6 separate regions of the Mus musculus genome follow, and all the other regions are linked to region 3. A link is a contact called in public ChIA-PET, HiChIP or PLAC-seq and promoter capture Hi-C data. All regions are on one chromosome and are shown on one strand. Each heading gives the region's core, a stretch centred on a gene start, on an enhancer-like site or on the middle of the called end of the contact. The rest is flanking DNA. Distances are from core to core; before and after follow the strand shown. Region 1 overlaps Ubl3 (ubiquitin-like 3). Region 2 has its middle 57 kb from the start of Ubl3. Region 3 holds the start of Hmgb1 (high mobility group box 1). Region 4 holds the start of B3glct (beta-3-glucosyltransferase). Region 5 overlaps Wdr95 (WD40 repeat domain 95). Region 6 overlaps Slc7a1 (solute carrier family 7 (cationic amino acid transporter, y+ system), member 1).

What was found. Promoter capture Hi-C pulls out the DNA fragments that hold promoters and counts their contacts. ChIA-PET counts read pairs in DNA pulled down with a chosen protein or histone mark. HiChIP or PLAC-seq counts read pairs in DNA pulled down with a chosen protein or histone mark.
Region 1: a promoter capture Hi-C map of liver shows a contact between it and region 3, with 2.8 times the contacts expected there. The contact joins the enhancer-like site here to the promoter of Hmgb1 in region 3. A contact is called at or near these places in 7 of 39 promoter capture datasets (the 3T3-L1 cell line, 3T3-L1-derived adipocytes, the C10 cell line and 2 more), 5 of 484 Hi-C or Micro-C datasets (cortical neurons, myocytes, pro-B cells and 1 more), 1 of 115 datasets of contacts at active chromatin or transcription factors (pancreatic cancer cells) and 2 of 9 other capture datasets (adipose tissue and liver).
Region 2: a contact with region 3 is called in an RNA polymerase II ChIA-PET map of effector CD8 T cells, with 17 read pairs. The contact joins the enhancer-like site here to the promoter of Hmgb1 in region 3. A contact is called at or near these places in 2 of 39 promoter capture datasets (hippocampal neurons and pre-B cells), 3 of 115 datasets of contacts at active chromatin or transcription factors (effector CD8 T cells, memory CD8 T cells and pancreatic cancer cells) and 2 of 9 other capture datasets (adipose tissue and liver).
Region 4: a contact with region 3 is called in an HNF4G HiChIP or PLAC-seq map of pancreatic cancer cells. The contact joins the promoter of B3glct here to the promoter of Hmgb1 in region 3. A contact is called at or near these places in 2 of 115 datasets of contacts at active chromatin or transcription factors (embryonic forebrain and pancreatic cancer cells).
Region 5: a contact with region 3 is called in an H3K27ac HiChIP or PLAC-seq map of the NIH/3T3 cell line, with 3 times the contacts expected there. The contact joins the enhancer-like site here to the promoter of Hmgb1 in region 3. A contact is called at or near these places in 4 of 39 promoter capture datasets (the 3T3-L1 cell line, 3T3-L1-derived adipocytes and cranial neural crest), 1 of 484 Hi-C or Micro-C datasets (embryonic stem cells), 5 of 115 datasets of contacts at active chromatin or transcription factors (the NIH/3T3 cell line, embryonic forebrain, embryonic stem cells and 2 more) and 1 of 9 other capture datasets (embryonic stem cells).
Region 6: a contact with region 3 is called in a promoter capture Hi-C map of hippocampal neurons, with 4 times the contacts expected there. The contact joins the enhancer-like site here to the promoter of Hmgb1 in region 3. A contact is called at or near these places in 4 of 39 promoter capture datasets (the 3T3-L1 cell line, cranial neural crest, hippocampal neurons and 1 more), 1 of 484 Hi-C or Micro-C datasets (cerebellar granule neurons), 3 of 115 datasets of contacts at active chromatin or transcription factors (embryonic forebrain, large pre-B cells and stem cell-derived neural progenitor cells) and 1 of 9 other capture datasets (adipose tissue).

What each region holds. Positions count from the first base shown.
Region 1 is chr5:148,533,562-148,536,331 of GRCm38.p6, reverse strand. The region is part of intron 1 of Ubl3 (ubiquitin-like 3); the gene reads left to right. Among named protein-coding and RNA genes, the nearest start is that of Ubl3, 18 kb to the left of the region's middle. Within about 2 kb of position 1,506, at least 41 of the 459 cell types and tissues checked have an H3K27ac peak or open chromatin away from gene starts, as enhancers often do. A contact at or near this core is called in liver and pancreatic cancer cells, where this site is marked.
Region 2 is chr5:148,494,113-148,496,812 of GRCm38.p6, reverse strand. No RefSeq gene overlaps it. Among named protein-coding and RNA genes, the nearest start is that of Ubl3, 57 kb to the left of the region's middle. Within about 2 kb of position 1,377, at least 136 of the 459 cell types and tissues checked have an H3K27ac peak or open chromatin away from gene starts, as enhancers often do. A contact at or near this core is called in effector CD8 T cells, memory CD8 T cells and pre-B cells, where this site is marked.
Region 3 is chr5:149,051,716-149,054,415 of GRCm38.p6, reverse strand. Hmgb1 (high mobility group box 1) reads left to right here and starts at 1,359. Exons shown (of 5, transcript NM_010439.4): 1 at 1,359-1,516.
Region 4 is chr5:149,676,653-149,679,576 of GRCm38.p6, reverse strand. B3glct (beta-3-glucosyltransferase) reads right to left here and starts at 1,347. Exons shown (of 15, transcript NM_001081204.2): 1 at 1,198-1,347. The coding sequence starts at 1,240.
Region 5 is chr5:149,611,660-149,614,359 of GRCm38.p6, reverse strand. Wdr95 (WD40 repeat domain 95) reads right to left here. Exons shown (of 23, transcript NM_029440.3): 23 at 2,466-2,700. The coding sequence ends at 2,627. Among named protein-coding and RNA genes, the nearest start is that of Hsph1, 23 kb to the left of the region's middle. Within about 2 kb of position 1,444, at least 72 of the 459 cell types and tissues checked have an H3K27ac peak or open chromatin away from gene starts, as enhancers often do. A contact at or near this core is called in the NIH/3T3 cell line, where this site is marked.
Region 6 is chr5:148,341,112-148,343,976 of GRCm38.p6, reverse strand. It overlaps Slc7a1 (solute carrier family 7 (cationic amino acid transporter, y+ system), member 1), which reads left to right. Exons shown (of 13, transcript NM_007513.4): 6 at 1,121-1,239; 7 at 1,822-2,044. Among named protein-coding and RNA genes, the nearest start is that of Slc7a1, 57 kb to the left of the region's middle. Within about 2 kb of position 1,411, at least 180 of the 459 cell types and tissues checked have an H3K27ac peak or open chromatin away from gene starts, as enhancers often do. A contact at or near this core is called in adipose tissue and hippocampal neurons, where this site is marked.

The sequences.
Region 1 (2,770 bases), core at 257-2,756, 520 kb after region 3:
GCAAACAGTGTTTATACTCTGGTCAAGTGACCTGAACCTCCTTTTCCTTTGCTTTATAAGAGATTAGCTGTTTCTTAAATAATTGATGTGAAGTGTCTCTGAATTCCTGTGGTTTGAAGGCTTTACAGATATCAGCTTTCTCTTCCTGACTGAAAGGATGTGTGTGATAGTATCCTTTCCTCCTTAGTTTAAATTTGGATGTCTCGATCGTGAATAAGAAATCTTGTGAGTGGTGATCTGGGGTAGTTTTCTTATTTTCCTTTCTTGCTGGAGCTAGATGATGGTGAAGTGCAGCTTCTGGGCAGTGCATTTGCACATAATAAATGGTGTACTAGGGACCTGCAGTGAGGACCTAAGGTACAGTTTCTCAGTAAGCCACATTGATCTGCCAGACTGGCAGCTGGATCAAATCATTAAAGAAGACTTTGTTACCAGTTCATGGTAGAACAAGTAGTTATGCCATCTATCTCTCACTGGTTGCCAGGTCTGTCATATTCTTGCATCAGATAGAATTGTGGCTCTTTGAGAGGCAGAGAAAATACCTTTCTTTGTCTGGTTGCTGTCTACCCAGCTCAACCTGATTTGGTTTGGAATTGGAGAAGGGATTGAATACATAAAAATTCATACATTTGTGCGTACAAGTACATGTGGATTTGTTTTTAAATATTATTCCATTTACCAAACTTGATTCTAAGCTGGGCGTGGTGACACATGCCTTTAATCCCAGCACTTGGGAGGCAGAGGCAGGCGGATTTCTGAGTTTGAGGCCAGCCAGGGCTACACAGAGAAACCCTGTCTTGAAAAAACAAAAAACAAAAAAAAAAAAAAGCTTGATTCTAGTATTGATTTTCTGGTGATGTGACTTTTAAAAAAGCATCTATAACCATGCTCTGCTGTAAGAATTGGAATACAGATTACTTTTAAAAATAACTGCAGCATTGGTGGAACTTTTGTTTTGGGGGAACCACAGCATGCAGCCAATAAAACTTGAGTTCTGCATCTTAGCAGACAAGATAGATGATTCCATTTTACAGCAATCTCTGCTCTCTAACAGCAAAACCACACAGTTATAAAGTATACTCCTAGAGGTTTTCAGAGGTCAGTATGGAGTGTGCTTTTTTTTTTTTTTGACATATTTGCTAGTATTTTACACAATAATTTAAAACCCAGCCCATCACAAGACCTTTGCAGTTATAGTCTCGAAAGACAGCTTCTGTGAGAATGGTTACTTCCCAAATAAGTACCCCACAGGCTGTGTATATCTTTCTAACCTAGACAGCATCATCAAGGCAAAATAGCTTTGAGAGGAAACAGGGACTACACATAAAGTAGCATAGTAATAACACTAAAATTGTTGCTGATACAAACACTGTTGCAGTGTCTACAGAACGCCCCACAGTTCAAATGCTTTCATTCATATTTCATTTATGTATCATTCATTCTAAGTCAACCCTGCTGACAGGAGGGGGAAAAAAATCCAAAAAGCTGGCAGAGTTCCCAGCACAGCATACTGAAAGTGTAGTAGAAATACCCTGAGTGTCTGTCTGGTAAGGACTGGAGTCATAGTGTGTAATACATGATGTTTGTGATGGTTCTGCACAAAAACTGCTACCTATGGGATGGTGCCGAGTCATCCACATTCTAAGAGATATTGAGCTTCATGCGGCCTCCAAAATGCAGTAAATTCAGTCCCTTCGTGGCAGAGACGGGACTTGGAGACGTCCTTCATAGTTCTCCCTGTGGACCTGCTGAGCCAAGAGTTGTTTAGTCGTCTGAGAAACCCATCTGAAACCTGCTTGTGGGTGTAGAGGTCTTGCAGGCTGAGAAAACACAGCAGCCTAGGGGTTAAAAATAAAGTCAGGGGTTTTGTTTTCAGTTGTGTATTGTGTATATTCTTTGGCTTCTGGCACTCTCAAATTTACTTTTTTTTTTTTCAGGACACTAACAAATTCAATGTCAGAATGCATGAACTTGGGTATTTTTCATGTTACCATCTTCACCCTATAGTAAATTGGTATAGTTCATGGCTATTTCAAGAGCTTGTGTTTTTCATTTTATAGCATTCAGTCTCTAGGCTCTTGGAAGTCTACAGTAGATTCATCAGGAACATTTCCCTCTTCGCCTTCCTTCGCAGCAGCTCCTCTTCAGACACTCTCTTGAGGAGCCCTTTTCCTGAGGGCCTTGTGCAGTGTGACACAGTTGATAAAGCTGTTGGGTTCTTAGTTACACTGCAGTGACATTGCAATTGCTCCTGTTCTCCAGGACAGGCCACACCATGTCATCTGGGAACTAATAATAATATTCTTTAAATATTTATTCAGCATGTATTTAATGGAAGAGGAAGAAATTGATTTTCTTTTAATAACATTTCTATGCAGAGGCAGATGCCTTCCTGAGCCTTTTCTATGTGCCAGTGTGGGCTGGCTCTCTACAGCAGGCAGGACAGCTCCCAAGGCGCGGCAGCGTTGCTTCCTTTTTATTTTGTGACTTTTCTGCAGTAGACATTAAAATTAGATAATAAAATGTATTCTGGTAAAAACTGTATTACTCAGTCTTGGGACTTTGGCTGATCGCTAGTATACATGACCAGTGTCACCCAGTAGTACTACACTGTCTCTCATAAAGCTGTATTTGTAGACAGCAGCCCACTCAAGCTCTGTCACCAACTTCAAGCCATTGCTGCTGGTCCTGATGACACAAGGGTAGAATGCAAGTGTATCGTTCTTGAACCCATTGTACTGCCTCAGAGAGGATGTGCTCGCCCGAGTTT
Region 2 (2,700 bases), core at 128-2,627, 560 kb after region 3:
CTGCATCACTGCTTGCCTTTGAACTTTTGAACCTGGTTCTTCCTATAAAAAGCCAGCCCTGAGAGCAAACTAATACCGCAATTAGGCTACCGAGACCTTTTTTTTTTTTTTTTTTTTCCTGGTCTGGAATGTTCAGTATTAGGGTGTGAGTTCAATAAACTATTCTCTTTTTTAAAAGATTTATTTATTATATTTATATGCGTACACTGTAGCTGTTTTCAGACACACCAGAAGAGGGTATCAGATTCTATTACAGATGGTTCTGAGCCACCATGTGGTTGCTGGGATTTGAACTCAGGACCTCTGGAAGAGCAGGCAGTGCTTTTAACCACTGAACCATTATTTGGGGGGAAAACTGGTTAAAAAATTACTGCTAGCATTAATATATACAAAACATTAATAATCATTTTTTACACTGTGGTCTTTCTTGTCATTTTCATGGTTTTATTGATGGTGGTGGTTTGGGCTGAGACTGGGCCTGTTACTGAGACTGCCTAGAACTGCTAGTTATCCTCCTGCTTCAGCCCTCTGAGTACTAGGATTACTAATGTGACCCACCGTGCATGGCTATTGGTCTGCTTAAAATGACGATTCCGCCCTCTGTCGGTAAGGTTGCTCTGACATGCTCTTCCCATATGTCTGCATCAGCTCCTCCCTGATGCCTTCTGATCACATGGACAGCTTGTGACGGGGTAACGGCCTCAGTAGCCCTTCCCTTCAGTGATTTGTAGACATTACTTTGTTGTTTAAGGGCTTTGATTGTTGTTTGATTTTTGGTTTGGGTTTTTTAAGACAGGGTTCCTCAGTGTAGCCCTGGCTGCCCTGGAACTCACTCTGTCAACCATGCTGGCCTCGAACTCAGATCCACTTACCTCTGCTAACTGAGTGCTGGGATTAAAGGTATGCAGCATCACACCCAGCTATCAGCTTTGATATTGTAAAAGAACACAAGCTAGTCTGAGTTGTTTCTGTTGCAATTGATTTTTTTTTGTTCCTGGATACCTGGACATTTCCTAGTTTGTCTTGGCATAGAAACTTCAGCACCAAAATTCCCAAGAACACAAGGTATACCTTCAGTCTATGGGTTGAATTCTATCTGGAAGATTTGTGCACACACACACATGCACACGCCTTCCCGTCCTCCTCCTCTCTTCTTCTATTGCCCAGGTAGCCAGGTAGACATTCCTGGGCTAAAGCAAACCCCACACCCGACCCCATCTCGGAGTTCCTAGAGCCGTAAGAGCAGAGAGCCCACCAGGCCAGACTTTGGTACTCCCCTTGTGGAAGTCCCGTGACCCCTCGCCAGCCCTCTGCGTCAACGCCCCGCCCCTTTCTTCTTGGGCTTTCCTCAGTGCCTGTCTAGTCTCTCCTCTGCGTGTGTGAACAGTCCCATGGTCTTCATTTGCACTTCCTCTCACTTCCGTACTGCTTTCTTTTGTCAGCACTTGGGTTCTCAGCTGACGTCTAGGGCTTTGATCTTTTTTTTTTTTTTTTCCAACTTTACATGCTTGCTTCCTGATTACAGTAGTCTAGAGTTTGAGGAAATGGCATGGGCGTGGGTGGGGGAGGGGTGGCTGAAACCTGCTGGTGTGACCCTGGACCCTGTTGCCTAGCTGGAGAAATGTTGCTAATGTCCCCGCGTGGGCTTGCCCTCAGCCTTCAGCTGATCTCCTACACTCGTTTCTGGTAGGATGCCCCTTCAAGCTTCCCTTTCTATCATCTTCCCGATCCTCTACTCCCCCACCTGCTCAGATCTCATATCGCCCCTTGACTCCTAGGAAGTCTTCTTTGAGAAGTCCTTTTATTTATCTCTCATTTTGCTTGTCAGGATGAAGGGGAAGAGCCTGCTGATACTCACAGTCCACGCAATCCCTTGCTTCTCTAATGATTTTGATGGCAATAGATTAATTATACAAAACAGTAGGTTTCATTGTGAGCTGTCTCATTCAAAGCACGTACAGATAATGTCCTTTGATCATATTCTTCAACCCTTCCCCCTTTCTAAAAAATCTCCCTTTTACTTCTATGTCTCCTGGGGAACCAAGAAAGGCCTGAGTGACCATGTAAGGGGCAGATAAGCCCTGAGGGATGGGTATCATTGACCAGGGCGAGTGCCTCAGATCTATGGAAACTGGCAAAGTCTTTCTTTAGGGTAGACATTAAGAGTATGCAAAAAAATAAAAAAGAACAAAACAAAAATACTAACAGCTGTAGGGATCTGTTCCCAGATTGTTGCAACCTGAGAGAGCTGACCTACAGAGCCCTCCTACCAAAACAGTTAGCTCCTCTCCTACAGAGCCCGCCCACCAAAACAGCTAGCTCCTCCCTCTACAGAGCCCTCCCACCAAAACAGCTAGCTCCTCCCCCTGTGCGGTACAAAATACGTGCGAAGGTTCCAGGCTGTTGGTGCTGCTCCAGGAGAGGAATCAAGCTCACCCGATCCCAGCTTTTCTCTATGTGTGTCTGTGTGTCTGTCCTCTGGGATCAAGTCCATAGACATGTCTTTTACTGGTTTTGACCTCTAGAGTTTGCCTGTAAGAGAAAACACACATTTGTCTTTCTGAGTTTGGCCTGCTTTACTCAATGTTCAATGCAATGACTTCCATTTTCCAGTAATGTTACTGTTCCAGATGGCTGAATAAAAATTCTATTGAATAAATACACTACATTTCCCTTACCGATTCATCTGAGCATGTAGAC
Region 3 (2,700 bases), core at 110-2,609:
AGAAGTGGTATAGAAATGAAACCCAGAATCTATGACTTGGATGTTTTGACTTGGATCAAGTGCATTTTGGAGGAATTCTTTGTTTCTTAGTTGAGAAGTGTATAGGAGCCAGGATTTTAAAAAAAAAAAATGGGGGACATTTGTTTTGAAGTGAAGAGAGGTGCTGTGCTCACCAGAAAGAAAGAGCTGTTAGATTCATCAAAGATTGATGGAAGCCTGTGGCCTTTAGAGCCAGCCTGGCTATTTTTCTCTGCATACCTAAGAATGATCAGCCAACTTGAAGAGCAGGAAAAAGCATGGCCTGTGGGTTTGGGCCCAAGCACTCTCCGACTGCTTCTAATCCCTCAGGTAACAGTAGCCCTAAATGTCTGGTAACCCTAGAGCAGGTACATGTATGCACTAAGTGGTGTGATCGGAGGCAAGATAGCAATCACAAAGATTCATTTGATTCTAACAGTAATCCACACCGAGTCACAGAAAACAGCGTCTGTGTGTGTGTGTGTGTGTGTGTGTGTGTGTGTATGTGTGTGTATGGGGGTGGGGCAATGAGGTCTTTAAAGAACTTGCTAATTCTAGCTGGGCCCCCCCCCAAACATTTTCTGAGAACAGCCAGTATCAAACCCCAGTGGCTGTGCATTAATTCCCTGGTATAAGGCTTTGGTGTCCGGGAAGTTCAAAACAGTGCTTTGTGTCTCACCAAAAGGAAAAAAAAAAAAAAAGTTCGAGAAGTACTGGGGGAAACCCGAGCAAACCCAGAAGAAGGGGTGCAACTGGACGCCTGCTGGCGGGTGCAGACTAGGCTTCTGGGCAGGGTGGGCACGTTAGGCGGGCAGTCCCGGGGAGGGGTGTCTTGTGGTGGGCTGCAGCAGCACGGCCGTCCCGGAGCCCGCAGAGGCCCCCGTGTTTGGGCCACAGGCCCCCCCGAGCAGTCACCCCACTCGGGGAGGCATCCCCAAGCACGGGCCGCACATCCCAACGGCTCGGGGCGGGAGCGTGGAGCGGGAGGGGGGGCGGGCCTGCGGGGAGGCGCCCGGGCCTGGGGACGCAGCCGTGGCTGCGGCGGAGCCGGGCCCTGGCCGCGCGCGCCGCGGCTCGGGCGTGGGGCTGGCTCGGGGCAGGCGCAGGCACAGAGACACCATAGAGCTCCGCTTTCCCGTAGCAGCTGCTGCCTCTGCCGCTGCCTCTCCCGCCTCAGCCTCTCGGCCCGGCACACACACACACATTCAGATTTGCGCGCTGTTTCAATCCTCGGTGACGTGTCCTCGCAGACAGCCAATGGCGCGCGGGCTCTGGTCAGGACAATGGGAGGGAACGGGCCAATGAACGGGCCTGGTGAGTTGGCGGTAGCCAATAGGAGGCGCGCTGGCTGGAGAGTAATGTTACAGAGCGGAGAGAGTGAGGAGGCTGCGTCTGGCTCCCGCTCTCACAGCCATTGCAGTACATTGAGCTCCATAGAGACAGCGCCGGGGCAAGCGCGAGCCGGACGGGCACTGGGCGACTCTGTGCCTCGCGGAGGGTGAGTGCGGGGCGGCGCGGCGGCGGGGAGAGCGCCTCGGGTAGCCTGGTCGCCTGCGCGGCGGCCGGATCCCCGCGGCCCGGAGCCGGCGGGTCAGGCTCCACACAAAGGCAAATGAGGGGGGACCGTGGGGGGAACTGCGCACGGAGCGAGGCTCCGCCGGCCGCTGCCGCGAACGCTGCCCCGCGCCGTGCCGCGCCGAGCGGAGCCGAGCCGAGTCGCGGGGCCTCAGGCGGCCGCCACTTCACACCCGCGGCGCCGTCCGCGCTTCACTGGCGCAAAAAAAAAAAAATTTTTTTTTTGTTTTGTGTCTGCCTGTGTGTGTGTTCGTGTTCCGGATTATTTAAAAAAAATTTTTTTTCCCCAAAACGTGTTTGTGGCCCCCAGGGCCGAGCGTTTCGGGCAGGCGGCGTGCGCGGAGCGAGCGAGCCGGCGGGCAGCGGCGCTTCCCCGCTGTATGGGCGGCCGCGGCGGGGAGCGCGGGGCGGCGGGCGGGGCGCCGCTGCGGGCGAGGGCGGCCGCGGGTGGGCCGGGGGCGGCCGTGCGGGGCGGCTCGGGCCGGGTGAGGCGGCGGGCGAGCGGGGCGGCCGTGTGGGGGGGAGCGGCGCCGCTGCGCTCGCTGGAACATGGCTGACTCGGCCGGGCGCTGCTGGCTGGAGAGAAAACAAGGCGGGCGGGCGGGCGGGGGAAGCTGGGCGCAGCAGTTCTGAGGCAACTTTTTTTTTTCCCCCCCTCTCTCCTCTCGCTCCCCTCTCTTCCTCTCCTCTCTCTCTCTCTCAGTCTCTCTCTCTCCCCGGCCCCGCGTTCTCCGTGCGGGGGCGGCGGGGCGCGCGGAGGGAGACGGCGCGGGGGCCGCGGGGGGAGGGGAGCCGCGCGCCCCCCGCCCCTCCCCCGCCGCCATGGCGAGTGCGCCAGCGCCCCGCCCGCCCGCCGCGCGCCTCGGTCTCCTCGCACACTCACACACACATACACACACACACACACTCACACGCGCGCACACACAAAGGGAAGGAGCCATATTCTCGCTCGCGCTCGCCCTCGCGGCGGCGGCGCAGGCGGGGAAGACGCGCAGCGGCCATTCCGTGCGCCCGGCCCTGGCGGCCGCGGGCGGAGCCAGCCCCCATTTCGAGCGGCGGGGCTTCTTCTCTCCTTGCTCCGGGGCCCGACAAAATGGGGGCGGCGGC
Region 4 (2,924 bases), core at 98-2,597, 630 kb before region 3:
TCCCCTCCTTGCCCAACTGCATTAGGAGGAAGGCAGGCCAAGTTTGTAGGTTCCTAGGGAGTGGTACACAAAGAGAGGAGGTCTCTGGGAAATTGCAGGAGCTGAGGGTACAGGGTGGGGGTGACGCAAGGGATACGGGGAGGGGGGCGCGCCTTGGGGCGTGCTAATGGCTGTATCAGGGTTCTGTAAAGCTGGGTAGGGTCTCAAGGAACACACGATGGGATGCATGGAGTATTTAAGGCAAAACGGTGTGTGCTTGACTGGGGCGATGGGCGGGGGTGGGGGTGGGGTGTAGATAGTGGGACACCGGTCATGCACAGCAGGAGATCCAGGGTACATACGGAGGAGTGGGAAAAGGGGTGCCCATGGCCGAGTGCAGGTTGTCCACAACAGGAGGTACAGGGTGCACAGGGCGGAACACGGGGGATGCACAAGGTAGAGAGCGGGGTGCACACAGTGGGATGCGGGGTATGCACGGTGAGGTGGGATACGGTATTCAAGGTCGGGAGGGGTGAAACTTGGGATATGCACCTCCAGGCACTGGGAATGCACATGGAGGATCGAGGGGTGTGCACAAGGTGGGGCGCGGGGATGCACATCTAGGGGTATGGGATGCACAACTATGGGACCCATGAGTGCACAGCTGTGGGACACAGGGGCACACGGTAGAGAGCAGGGGGTGTACGGCCGGGCACGGAGTAAGCACAAGCAGAGGGTGCACACGGTGGGGCGCACGGAGTGTACACAGTGGGGCGCAGAGTGCACACGGCGGGCCGTGGCATGAATGCCGTGGGGCGTAGGATAGCTACGGTGGAGTGCGGAGTGCACACCGCGGAGCGCGGCAAGCATTCGGCGGGGCGCTGGGGGCGCACAGGGCGGGGTGCTCATAGTGGGGCGCGAGGTGTGCACCGCAGGGCGCACGGGCGGCGCGCAGGGGCGGGAAAGGCGCGGCCTCTTGTAAAGTTTCTAGCAGTTGCGCGGCTCTGGCTCCCGACCCGGCCGCGCCCTCCCCACCAGCCCGCGTGCCCCGGCGGAAGGAGGCGGAGATGGAGAGGGCGCGGGCCGAGGGTGGCGCCACTAGAGGGCGCTGCGGCCGGGACGGGGCGGGACGGGGCGGGCGGCAGCCGGAACCGCGCGGGGGTGGCCAGCAGCCCCGGGACTCCCTCCCCGCGCCCGCCCGGGCCGCTCGCTACTTACCCGCGGAGCAGCTGAACAGCGCCAGCAGCGCGGGAGGCCGCATCCCGGAGGCAGAGGCTCCGCGCCCTTCCCGGAGCCGAGCTGCGCGGACGCCCTGCGCGCCTGACCCTTCTCGCGCTCCCCTCCTCCTTCCCGGCGCCGCGCCGGCTCGGGCTGCGCCCTCTGGCGGCCGGGATCGGGAGCGCCCCGGTGTACGCTCGCAACCGGCGCGGTTGTAGGTGGTCCTGCTGCCCAGCTGGACCGCGCCCTCCTCTGGGCATCTGACCTCAGAGCTTCTTTTCTGACCCTCTGACAAACTCTGCCGTCATGCCCTTCGCTTCCCAGAACTTCTTTCCCCATCCCTAGCAGTAGATCACCCTTACTGTCCTCAAAGTGAAGGAAGAAGGATCGTTTTTTTCTTCCCTGCTAATGGACTATCTTCAGTTTTTATAAAAAGCAAAATCGATAATTCAACTCTTAATATTGTTGGCACCGATGTTCTACTTTGATGAAGGTGTTTTTAATCAGCTCAACTAATTTACTTAATATCCTCTTCTTAAATGGAATTTGATTAATAGCTTTGGCCCGGAGTTTTGCTCTTAATAGATGTTGGTGTAAAGCTAAATTTTTATTAATGTTATTTTGAGTGTTCACTGTGATGGAAGAGAGAGGGTATTCAAGATACTTGATGAAAATGAATCAATTAAGAACACAGAGAAGAGTGAGGTGGAAAAGTCACATAAGCAGAGTTCCTTCCAGCACAGAATCCTGAAGGGTCTCCCTCCCACCCTGGAAGAGTTCCACCTGAGGACCTTACAGTTACATTGTAGTGAACCAAAGAGGGAAACAATTACAGGGAAGAATTAGAGGGACCCTTCCCAGAAACACAGTTTCTCCTGCATCTCCAAGGATGTAAAAAAGACTGACTGAGCAACCCTGGCTTGTGTTTAGATGATGCGAGGCTAGAGGGCAGCTAGAGTTGCCTTTCAGCCACTGTGGTCACAGGACAAATGACTCACCGAACATCTCCCCCAACCACAGGTAGTAAAACTCTAGGGCAAGCCTGCTCATAAAGACTTTGGCAGTCATATTTCTTAGTTTCTGTGTGTTTCTTGTTGACTGGTGCCAGTCTCTTGACTGATGAAGACCAGCGCTACAGTTTTTCCAAATTCTTGGTTGGCTGCTTTAACTCCTTGGGCTTTCTTGGGAAGTTCTAAAGCTGATAGACAGTTTCCCATTGCTAAAGTTTTCTAGCATTCTCCTAGGAAATATTCCTTCCCTTTGTTAGACACCGTACCTATAAACAAGATGTAAATAGAGAGAAAAATCTAGTAGCCAAGTAACACAACTGAGGACCCTACTTTGGTAGCAAACAACTTTGAGGGCTTAGTGGATCAGACTTTTCATTGAAATTATCCTGGAAGGATGGAGAGGTGACTCAGTGATTAAGACCATGTACTACTCTCCTGGAGGGCCTGAGTTCCATTCCTACATCCACATTTGTTGGCTTATGACTGCCAGTAACTCAAACTCCAGAGTGGCCGATCCGATGATCCATCTGATGCCTCTGGCTTCTGCAGATACTGGCATCTCACGCACAGGCCTACACATAGGGTTACACATCTGCACATAAGTAAAAGTCAATCAAATACAAATTTTTAATTGAAATTTTCATCATGATCCAACATGACTGTATTCCAGGAGGAGTGTAGGAGATTGGACGGTAAGGGCGAGAGCCCATCCTTTAA
Region 5 (2,700 bases), core at 195-2,694, 560 kb before region 3:
AGAAGGCAGACATTGTGTAGACGGAAAGCATTTGGCTACCTGACCATTAAAGCTACTGGGGCAACCTAAAGACTAAAGTCCTATTTGTCCTTATTGGATGGTCCATATGTAAGATCACATGATTTATGTAAGATCACATGATTTCTGGGCTTACCAGTCACAAGAATAAAACGTGTGGTACCTTCTCTTAGATGCACAGTGATCTGTGTGTAGACAGCAAAACTTGTCTGCTTTGCACTCCTGAGCTGATACACTCTGAACAGCAGCGACTGTGTGCTGGTCAAGCTTCCCACAATTCCTAGCTGCCTGGGATTTCTCTGTATCAGTTTAAGCCCTGGTCCTCAGGGAGGAGGTGCTGCTTACTCTGTCCTGGAAAACCCAGCTACCACACTTGCTCCCAAAGGGTGGACTGTAGGAGGAACGGTGCCCATGTAATTCAAGGTGGCAGGGCTCTGGGTGTGCTGCTCAGAAGGCCAAGCTGCAGCAGACCAAGCTGGCAGCAGGTGTGAATGCTCAGGTGTGTTCCACACGAACCCAAGTGGAACTTGGGTTACACCTGCCTCCGCTCAGCATCCAGCTTCCTTCTCCCAAGCAGAGGAACGTGCCACGACCTTCTTCATTTTGGTAGACGGTGTTTGTTGAATGACTAGTAGAGAAGCCCCACGCAGACACCTTCAGGAGGCTAGTACTGAGGGTAGTAGAAGAAAGCAAAGGATTGACCAGGAAACTAGAAGGGAGACAGAGCCTATCGGGAATCATAGGACAGGAGGATGCAAGCAAGGCCCTGATTTAACCAAGGCTCCTCATTCTCTACTTTCAGAGTCCTCTTCGGCCAGCCCAGGGTTTTCCAGACCAACTGTAGGACAATGGGACCTAGCCTCTTCTCTTAAAAGAAACCAGGGCAGCAGGGGAGGTGGGGTAGAGCTTTGCGGTAGGAGAGGCCAGGGTGCTCCCAAAATCTATTCTTTGACCTGGTAGCCTTGCCTGTGAACACTTGCTCTCCTACTTCAAATGTACATTCATACTCTCTCTCTCTCTCTCTCTCTCTCTCTCTCTCTCTCTCTCTCTCTGTGTGTGTGTGTGTGTGTCTGTCTGTCTGTCTGTCTGTCTCTCTCTTTCGCTCTCTCACACTCTCTCTGTGCTTGGATACATAGTTCCACACAGAGACGACCCAGAAGTGATGGGGATTATGGTAGGGCAGCTTTTACCTGCCCATCACCCCCCCACACACACACAGGATCTCCTTCCCCAGGGACATCCACCACACACACAAACCTCCTTGCTCCCTCTTGGTTATCACACTACATCACAGAGACGTGCATCTCTATGCCACCAGGCTGCGTGCTCTTTGAAAACACGAGCAGAGTCCTAGTTCCGTTTGAGTCCCTGGAGTTTACCAGGAGCCTGACATACGCATGAAATATGAACAGCATAAGGGAGCAAAACAGTGATTCACCACTGCCGGAGCTCCGTATGCCCCGGGGAGATCTGCGTTCCTCTGGAAAACATGGTGCCTGCCTGCGTTAGTTTTCTGGGCCTGCAGCTGGTGCACAGAGGCTGCCTTCAAACACACATTTATTCTCTCACAGCTCTGGAGAGCAGAAGTGTGGAAGCAAGATGAGGGCAGAACTGTGCTCCTGTGGTGTCTAGGGGCATCCTGCTGCCTCTTCCACCCTCTGGGAGCTACCTGGCTTACTTCCTCCTCCCCCTTCTTCCCCCCACTCTCCCTCCTTTTCTTTCTCTCTCTTCTCCCCTTATCCCCATATGTCTCTTATAAGGACACCAGAAAAATGCACAGTAATCTATCTCAAGATCAGGAACATACTTTCACTGGCAGCCCAGGAAGCGGGCAGGGGGAGGGGTTGAGGACAACATAGTCACCATCAGGGTTTAGGGGACAATGTAGTCACCATTCCCTTTGATCTTTGACCTGCCCATCACTCCCCCTCAGGATCTCCTTCCCCAGGGACATCCACCACACACACAAACCTCCTTGCTCCCTCTTGGTTATCACACTACATCACAGAGTCGTGCATGTCTATGCCACCAGGCTGCGTGCTCTGAACTGATCACATAGGTACTGACCTAGTAGCCACACTTAGCCTCTCCTGAGTCCAGGGGTTGAGAAAAGGCCACTCCCCTCTTGATCTCTAGCTCCTACAACAGGTGGATGACCATCTGGAAGCCCCAGTTTCCTTGTTGGTAAGATGGCTGCAGACAGTGTCTATTCCCAAGGGATTGTTAGGAATTGATGAGAAACTCCATCTGTCTGAAAGCAGGCCTCCCTGTTTCCAGCAGCCTCCCTGATTTTCCCCGTCCTCAGCCTACCCCAGACAGATGCCCTAAGTGGTGGGTGGCCCGTTGGAGGAGCTGTTTGGGGGCCACTCGCCGCGGCCACCTGCTCTGGGTTCTCTCCATCCAGTGAGACATTGACATTCCAGAAAGAACAGCGAGAATCTGATTTGTTCTCTGAAATTTCAACTCTAATTGCTTCAGGATGAGCCCACATGGGCTGAGATCATTTCTCATCTTGCTCTTTTCTACGCCTCAGGGGTCAAAGCCTTAAGCTCAGCCAAACCTTTCCATGACACAGGAAAGAACTGGCCAAGCAAGGAGGTCAAGGTCCTTAGCACTCGGGCAAGAAACCGCTCCAGGGTGAGAGTTTCTTCCTTTCTGGTAGCGCTGCTTCTGTCTCCTGGC
Region 6 (2,865 bases), core at 162-2,661, 710 kb after region 3:
GCAGGAGCCTGGAGGCTTGACAGCACATGTCAGGGAGCGGAGGTCTGAGGCAAAGTGGGGCAGGGTCTCTGTGGAAGGTTTATCCTTGCTCTTGGGTGCTGCACCCATTCCATCGGTTGGAGAAGGCTGTGTGAGCCCCTTGTCGGAGTCAGAGCATCTGTCGTCAGCAAGGCACCCAAGCTTCTGTTTCTGGTCATTTATCTGCGCTGTCCACATGGCAAGCTCCGTCTTCTCCACCTTCATTTAATAACTCGACTTTGCTTGTCTTTTTTTTTTTTAAAGATTTTATTTACTTATTTTATGTATGTGAGTACAGATGGTTGTGAGCCTTCATGTGGTTGTTGGGGATTGATTTTTTAAGATCTCTGCTCCCCCCCTAAGAAGAAAAGGAAATTTTCTGAGGAGCCTGAAGTTGCTGCTAGCTTCACAAAGAGCAGCACAAAGAAAAAGAAAAGGTCCCAGAAAGCACAGGAGGATTAGAACGGACCTGCTTGGTGGGAGGGGCATACCTTGTGGTGGCAGCTCCTGCCCATAATAAAACCCCAATAAAAACAAAAACAAAAATGACCTCAGCTCGTTCTGGTCGGCTCGCTTAGGCCCAAAGATTTATTTATTTATTATACATAAGTACACTGTAGCTGACTTCAGAAACACCAGAAGAGGGAGTCAGATCTCATTACAGATGGTTGTGAGCCACCATGTGGTTGCTGGGATTTGAACTCAGGAAGAGCAGTCAGTGCTCTTAACCGCTGAGCCATCTTGCCAGCCCTACCTTGCTCATCTTGGTAAGCCCAGGCTCTCACTCCACAGGGGCTGCCGCCCAATGTTTCTTCAAAGCAAACCTTCAGTGGCGACACCCCCACTTTTGCCTACAGCCATTTCTCCCTCCTATGTACCGGTGCTTAAGGGATCTAGTGGTTGAGTATAAGCCGCCTGCTTCTGTTGCTCCGGGCCCTGGATCAGAGAGGCCTGACACTCACTCAGAGTCCTCACTGGAAGACTAGGGACATTGGCCAGAGAGACTGAAGCGCTGTCCTTCTCTTCAGAGCTGTGCTGTCTCCAAAAATGGAACCGTGCAGCAGGTGTTCTAATCTTTGCTGTTTTGTTTTGTTTCTCCTAGCGACACAAACGTGAAATACGGTGAGGGAGGGTTTATGCCCTTTGGATTCTCTGGTGTCCTGTCAGGGGCAGCGACCTGCTTTTATGCCTTCGTGGGCTTTGACTGCATCGCCACCACAGGTCCGTGGACTCTCGCACCCGTGGGGCCCTGCTTCTTTGCAACCACCTCCAGTAATGCCTTTTCCTCTTGGCACAGGCCACTTGCAGCTCTGGGTCCGTGGGAGTAACTGCAGAGATTTGTCACTTCCTGCTGATAGCTTCTCACCTCCCCACACCCCCTAGGAGCAGTGCCTGGCAGGAAATTACATCATTAACATAACGAGGGCTCTGCCGCTAGACTGGGACAATGACAGCGTGGCTGTAGCCTGATTTCATATCTGCACGCGCAGGCCTTTGTAATAACAACAGCCGGGCAGGTTGGATAGGTCAGGCTCCCTTAAGCCTCTCAGCCTTTCTCAGCCAAAAGAAACAAGCCTCTCCCTTAGCTGAGCTGCCATAGGAGGGTCGGGAACACCTTCCTGGGCTGTGGTTATGCGGTGGGCGTTACTGAGGACCCTGCTCTGTCACGGGAGGGCAGAAGACCCCGGTTCCTGCCCACCGAACCCTGTGGGGCGTGGCTTAGCCCGTTTGACCTTGCAGAGGATGTGATGCTACGACTACTCCTCCCCCTTCCCTCATTGGCCGACACCCTGTTGCTTCTAGGGGAAGAAGTCAAGAACCCCCAGAAGGCCATTCCTGTGGGCATCGTGGCGTCCCTCCTCATTTGCTTCATAGCGTACTTTGGCGTGTCCGCCGCTCTCACGCTCATGATGCCTTACTTCTGCCTGGACATCGACAGCCCGCTGCCTGGTGCCTTCAAGCACCAGGGCTGGGAAGAAGCTAAGTACGCAGTGGCCATTGGCTCTCTCTGCGCACTTTCCACCAGGTGAGATCAGCTTCCGAGTGCTCCCAACCCCAGCACCCCAGCGTCAGTGGTGTGTCTCGTTGTGTTTTAGCCCAGTGGAATGTTATACAGCTGTGTTGTGTTATAAAACGTGCTCCCTTTTATCCATGGGGAGCATGGATACACTGGATGCCTGAAGCAAAAGATTATTCCAAACCCCATATACACAGTATTTCCTTTTACACACACACACACACACACACACACACACAGACACACACACACAAATGTGTAATGTATAACATTTGGCACAGTAAGATTGACACCAATAGCTAAGGGTACAATGGAGGCACTACTATGTACTGACATTTTAAAGATTTATTTATTTATTTATTTATTTTATGTTTATGAGCACTCTGTCTGCATGCCAGAAGAGGGCATCAGATCTCTGTGTAGACGGTTGTGAGCCACCATATGGTTGCTCGGAATTGAACTCAGGACCTCTGGAAGAGCAGCCAGTGCTCTTAACCGCTGAGCCATCTCTCCAGCCCACATACTGACCATTTTAAAAAATAGAATGATCAGTTGCTTATTTCTGGAATTTTCTATCTAATATTTCCATACTGTAGTTGACACAGGTTACAAACTACAGAATGTGAAAGTAGGTAAGGGGAAAAACCACCACGATGTTGTGAAGAACTAGAGCTGATGTCTATGCATGATACTTGGCAAGGAAATGGTTTTCTGCTCCTGACTTTGGCCTCTGAGCCAGGCCCCCTCTTTGACCACTGTATTTTGGTCTTTAGTTTGGCTGTAAGGTAGTAGCTCCTTTGCATAAAGGAGCGGGTGCCTTTTAATGAGAC